Linked DNA regions of Pan troglodytes: region 1 is linked to region 2. The links are chromatin contacts, called in public HiChIP or PLAC-seq maps. All regions are on one chromosome and are shown on one strand. The core of a region is the stretch at or near the end of the contact, and the rest is flanking DNA. Distances in the headings are between cores, read along the strand shown.

The links. HiChIP or PLAC-seq counts read pairs in DNA pulled down with a chosen protein or histone mark.
Region 1: an H3K4me3 HiChIP or PLAC-seq map of stem cell-derived excitatory neurons shows a contact between it and region 2, with 5 times the contacts expected there. The contact joins the promoter of ATP5F1D here to the promoter of GRIN3B in region 2. A contact is called at or near these places in 2 of 7 Hi-C or Micro-C datasets (blood and induced pluripotent stem cells) and 1 of 1 datasets of contacts at active chromatin or transcription factors (stem cell-derived excitatory neurons).

Annotation. Positions count from the first base shown.
Region 1 is chr20:3,535,174-3,537,873 of NHGRI_mPanTro3-v2.0_pri, forward strand. ATP5F1D (ATP synthase F1 subunit delta) reads left to right here and starts at 1,329. Exons shown (of 5, transcript XM_009434265.4): 1 at 1,329-1,603; 2 at 2,068-2,221. The coding sequence starts at 1,463.
Region 2 is chr20:3,284,297-3,286,996 of NHGRI_mPanTro3-v2.0_pri, forward strand. GRIN3B (glutamate ionotropic receptor NMDA type subunit 3B) reads left to right here and starts at 1,340. Exons shown (of 9, transcript XM_024351755.3): 1 at 1,340-1,880. The coding sequence starts at 1,455.

The DNA.
Region 1 (2,700 bases), core at 79-2,578, 250 kb after region 2:
CGACGGCCAGGCAGGAGGTGGGGGGCGGCGAGCGCATCTCCGGGCGCGGAGCGCTCTCTGCCGGCGTCGAGGAGCAGCGCGCCGGGGTCCGGGATCCCCAGCGAGCCCTCCCGCGCGCCCGCGCTGTGCCCCTCGCCGTGGTCGCCGTCTCCTAGAACAGCTGCACCTGCAGCCTTCCACCCTGTCCCGTCCTGCACACTTTCTCGGCTTTTACTGTTATTTATTTTTGGCTTTTGCCACCACCTACCACTACGACGTGTTTATTTTTAAATTTTATTTATTTTTTTGTTTGAGACAGAGTCTTGCTCAGTCGCCCAGGCTGGAGTGCAGTGGCGCGATCTCGGCTCACTGCAACCTCCGCCCCCCCCCCCGCCCCCCCCCGGGTTCGAGCTATTCTCCTGCCTCAGCCTCCCGAGTAGCTGGGATTACAGGCGCCCACCACCATGCTCGGCTAATTTTTGTATATTTAGTAGAGACAAGGTTTCGCCATGTTGACCAGGCTGGTTTCAAACTCCTGACCTCAGGTGATCCGCCTGCCTCGCCCTGCAGATAGGATAAAGTGCTGGAATTACAGGCGTGAGCCACCGCGCCCGGCCTGACCTGCTTATTAATGATCTCAAATGTCTGCTAAACAACCCCCGGCCCCAGAGTGGGATTCTCACTCTGTTGCCCAGGCTAGGGTGCAGTGGTGCAATCATAGCTCACTGCAGCCTCAACCTCCTTAGGCCCAAGCGATGCTCCCGCCTCAGCCTCCCCAGTAGCTGGGACCACAGGCGTGCATCACCACGCCCGGCTAATTTTGATTATTTGTAGAGACGGGGTCTCCCTCTGTTGCCCAGGCTGGTCTCCATCTCCTGGGGTCAAGTGATTCTCCTGCCTTGGCCTCTCAAGGTGCTGGGATTACAGGTTGGAGCCACCACACCTGGCCCAGAGCAGGAAACTTGATGTTTTCTTGATGTCTATCCAGGGCCCTGCATCCAATGAGCGCCCCAAAAATCTTTTTTTTTTTTTTTTTTTGTACAGACGGGTCGAGGGTGGGGGCGATCTACACTGTTGCCCAGGCTGGTTTCCAGCTCCTGGCCTCAAGTGATCCTCTGGCCTCAGCTTCCTAAAGCGCTGGTATTACAGTCGTGAGCCACCACGCAGCCGAATCTTGAATTTCACTGAAGTTCGTTTTACTCCACCTCCCAGGACCGTTTCACCGCCCTTATCTGACCACCCCCTGGTTCTGCCGCAGCCCGGGCCGGAACAAAACTGCAACCCCCAGAATACCTCACGACGGGGCGCTGCGTCGTCAACGTGGCGTGCGCCCTGCCGGGAGTCGTAGTTCGCGCTTGCGCTCTCGCCGGGACCCCTCCTCCCAGACGTCCCTGCGCGTCGTCCTCCTCGCCCTCCAGGCCGCCCGCGCCGCGCCGGAGTCCGCTGTCCGCCAGCTACTCGCTTCCTGCCGCTCGCCGCTGCCATGCTGCCCGCCGCGCTGCTCCGCCGCCCGGGACTTGGCCGCCTCGTCCGCCACGCCCGTGCCTATGCCGAGGCCGCCGCCGCCCCGGCTGCCGCCTCTGGCCCCAACCAGATGTCCTTCACCTTCGCCTCTCCCACGCAGGTTCGGGCGCTGCGGGTCGGGACCCTCCGTGGCCGCCGCCCCCGGAGTCCAGGGTCCCCACCCCCAGGGCGCGACCCCCGCTTCCGGGCCCCCGGACCCGCGCGCCCCGGAAGCCGAGGCTACTCAGCCCTGGACCCTCGGCCCTGCCTCTGCTGCCCGACCCCTGCGCTGCCCTCGTCCCGGGCACCTCCCCGAGATAAGCGTCTCCTGGGTGCCCTCCCCGATCTCCCTGGCCAAAGCCTGGGTGTCGCCGGATCGTTGCATTCCCATTTCGCGGATCAGTAGAATGAGGCGCAACTGTTGAGGACCAAAGCTGCAACTTCGGATCCCTGCGCTGGGTTGTCTCAGTGCCTCACATCAGCGCCAGGTCCTGCCCTGACCCATGTCTTAGCAGGACAGGCCGAGTCCCCGGTGGGCGCGGGGCCGGCCTGCCCCGCCATCATTCCCCACGCTGTTGTCTGCAGGTGTTCTTCAACGGTGCCAACGTCCGGCAGGTGGACGTGCCCACGCTGACCGGAGCCTTCGGCATCCTGGCGGCCCACGTGCCCACGCTGCAGGTCCTGCGGCCGGGGCTGGTCGTGGTGCATGCAGAGGACGGCACCACCTCCAAATACTTTGGTGAGTCCGGTGGAGGGCTGCAGGGCCAGGCCAGGCTGGGGCTCCACATCCCAGGTCAGTCTCCGTCTCAGTTGAGGCTGCGAGAAAAAATAGTTCTAGGCCGGGCACGGTGGCTCACGCCTGTAATCCCAGCACTTTGGGAGGCCGAGGCAGGTGGATCACCTGAGGTCAGGAGTTCGGAGACCAGCCTGGCCAACATGATGTAACCCCGTCTCTTCTAAAAATACAGAAAACTGGCCGGGCGCGGTGGCTCCCGCCTGTAATCCCAGCACTTTGGGAGGCCGAGGCGGGGGGATCACGAGGTCAGGAGATCGAGACCATCTTGGCTAACACGGTGAAACCCCGTCTCTACTAAAAATACAAAAAATTAGCCAGGCATGGTGGCGGGTGCCTGTAGTCCCAGCTAGTCAGGAGGCTGAGGAGTTTGTGCCACTGCACTCCAGCCTGGGCAACAAGAGTGAAACTCCATCTCAAATAAG
Region 2 (2,700 bases), core at 90-2,589:
AGCGGCTGTTCTGCTGCCCCGCGGGATCTGGGGAGACACCGTCGGGAGGACAGGATGAGGAATGCCTGGGCAGGGATAATGTCCTCTGCTGCATGGATAGACGGATGCGGCCGCCCCCGTCTATCAGGCGCCTGTGGGATGCCAGGGCCCAAAAGGCACCCCCCGAGGCCCAGAGGACATAGGCAGGCTTGGGGACTGGTAGACAGCGGGGAGCTATGGAAGGCTCTAGAGCACTGGAGGAGGGGCATGTGAGCAAGCATCCTTGTCTGGGCTGTTGCTCAAGCCACAAGCAATTATAGAGTGCCTACTGTGTGCCAGCAGCCAAACCAGACCCACCCCGACCCTCCCAGAGCTGAGTTGAAGAGATGGTCACTAAATAAGAAGGAAATGAACAAAAAGATGGTAGGCCGTTATGGAAATGTGTGGGGGTTGGGGGTGGGTAGCAGCAGGACTTAAATGGGGCAGGGAGTGGTGCTTCCTGCATTTTCTCAGTGGCAAGCAGGGAACGTTTTTCAGGGCAGGGCATTTGGGACTGGGTTTTGAAGGGTGAAGAGGAGTTCTGTGGCCCAAGTTGCCTGCCCACTGCTGGAGGGCAGATCTACTCTATAGGTTTCCATCAGACATGCCTGTCTCAGTTTCCCCAGGGTGCACTGGATGTTGGAACACACCCCTGGGCTGGCCTGGTTAGAAACTGACCGCTCCCTGGATGTGCGAGACAAGCAAGACCCTTCCTCTGCCTCAACTTCCCTGCCTGAGCAATGGTCGACATTGGTGGAAGGGGTCAGGGATCCTGGAGAGGAACCGGGTGGGCGTCCGGGCCAATGTTTTCTTATTTTATTTTTTTGAGACGGAGCATCGCTCTGTCGCCCAGGCTGGAGTGCAGTGGCACGATCTCGGCTCACTGCAACCTCCGCCTTCCAGGTTCAAGCGATTCTCCTGCCTCAGCCTCCCAAGTAGCTGGGATTACAGGCGCCCACCACCACGCCCGGCTAATTTTTGTATTTGTAGTAGAGACGGGTTTTCACCATGTTGGCCAGGCTGGTCTCGAACTCCTGACTTCGTGATCCGCCCGCCTCGGCCTCCCAAAGTGCTGGGATGACAGGTGTGAGCCACCGCGCCCGGCAAGTCGGGGCCAATTTTAAAGCGCAGAGTCTTTTCCTGGCACCTCCATTCCATCTGTGGCCTGAATCAGAGCAGGGATGGGCAGTGGTTAGGCGTCCCCGGCCCCCGCCAGGTGTCACCGCCGCCGCCCTCAAACAACCACTGGGAGGCACTGTTTTCCCCCCGATCCCGCCCTGGGCAGGGCACGTCCCACTCCCCCCGCGCGGTTGCTGGGAACCCGGAGGCGGCCCGGGCGGAGCGCGGAGGGCGCGTCGGAACCTGGCCGGGGCCCTCCACCCGCGCCGTGGTCCCGGTGGTTGCGCCCCGCGGCGAGCGGCGCCGACAACTTTGCGATGGAGTTTGTGCGGGCGCTGTGGCTGGGCCTGGCGCTGGCGCTGGGGTCGGGGTCCGCGGGGGGCCACCCTCAGCCGTGCGGCGTCCTGGCGCGCCTCGGGGGCTCCGTGCGCCTGGGCGCCCTCCTGCCCCGCGCGCCTCTCGCCCGCGCCCGCGCCCGCGCCGCCCTGGCCCGGGCCGCCCTGGCGCCGCGGCTGCCGCACAACCTGAGCTTGGAGCTGGTGGTCGCCGCGCCCCCCGCCCGCGACCCCGCGTCGCTGACCCGCGGCCTGTGCCAGGCGCTGGTGCCTCCGGGCGTGGCGGCCCTGCTCGCCTTTCCCGAGGCTCGGCCCGAGCTGCTGCAGCTGCACTTCCTGGCGGCCGCCACCGAGACCCCCGTGCTCAGCCTGCTGCGGCGGGAGGCGCGCGCGCCCCTCGGAGCCCCGGTACGCGGGACGCCCGGAGTCAGGACGAGGGGGACCCGGGGCGGGGGCGGGGGCGGGAGCCCCGGGGACGTCCGGAGTCAGGATGGGGGTGCCGGGACTACGCAGGGAAGGGGGATCCCGGGACGCTGGACGGGCCCCAGGGATCAGGGATGGGGAAGACCCGGGTGTCCCCGGAGCAAGGAAACCAGAACCCAGAGGAAGAGACCCAGGGGCAGGGACCTAGACGCGGGGTTGAGAGCCCCAGGGACGCTCCTGGAACGCCCCTGCAGACCCCTTCCCAGCGCCCTGGTGATGGGGACCCCGCCACTGTGGCCTCTGCCACTTCCTTGCCCAGGCCCCTTCCCTCCTTCCCCACAGACCCTTCCCTGGACCCTGGGACCTCCTGGTCCCCACCCGGCTCTGGGTGGCTGGGCTGGAGGACAGGCGGTCTCCCTCCTCACTCTAGGGGTGCAGTTTCGGGGTCTGCAGGTCTGGATCTCCCTCCTTCCAGCATTCTCCCCGTCCCCTCCCAGAGGCCTCCAAGATCCCAGAGCAGCCTCCATCATTCCAACCCCGACTCCATTCCCACCCCCCACCCCCCACCCCTGGCAGCCTTCAAGTTCCTCTCTTCTAATCCCACCCCAGGCCCAGATCCCGGGAGGAAACGGAAGAAGAGAAGGGCGATTGACTGGGTTCTGGGGACCCTGTTGTCCCCCCCAACAGGGCTCACTGCGCCCCAGATAATAAGCCCCCTCCCGTGGCCAGCAAGGAGGTCCCAACTCCGGACATGGGCCTGGCTGAGCTCTATGCCCCAGCTGCCCCTCCTTCCCAACCCACTCAG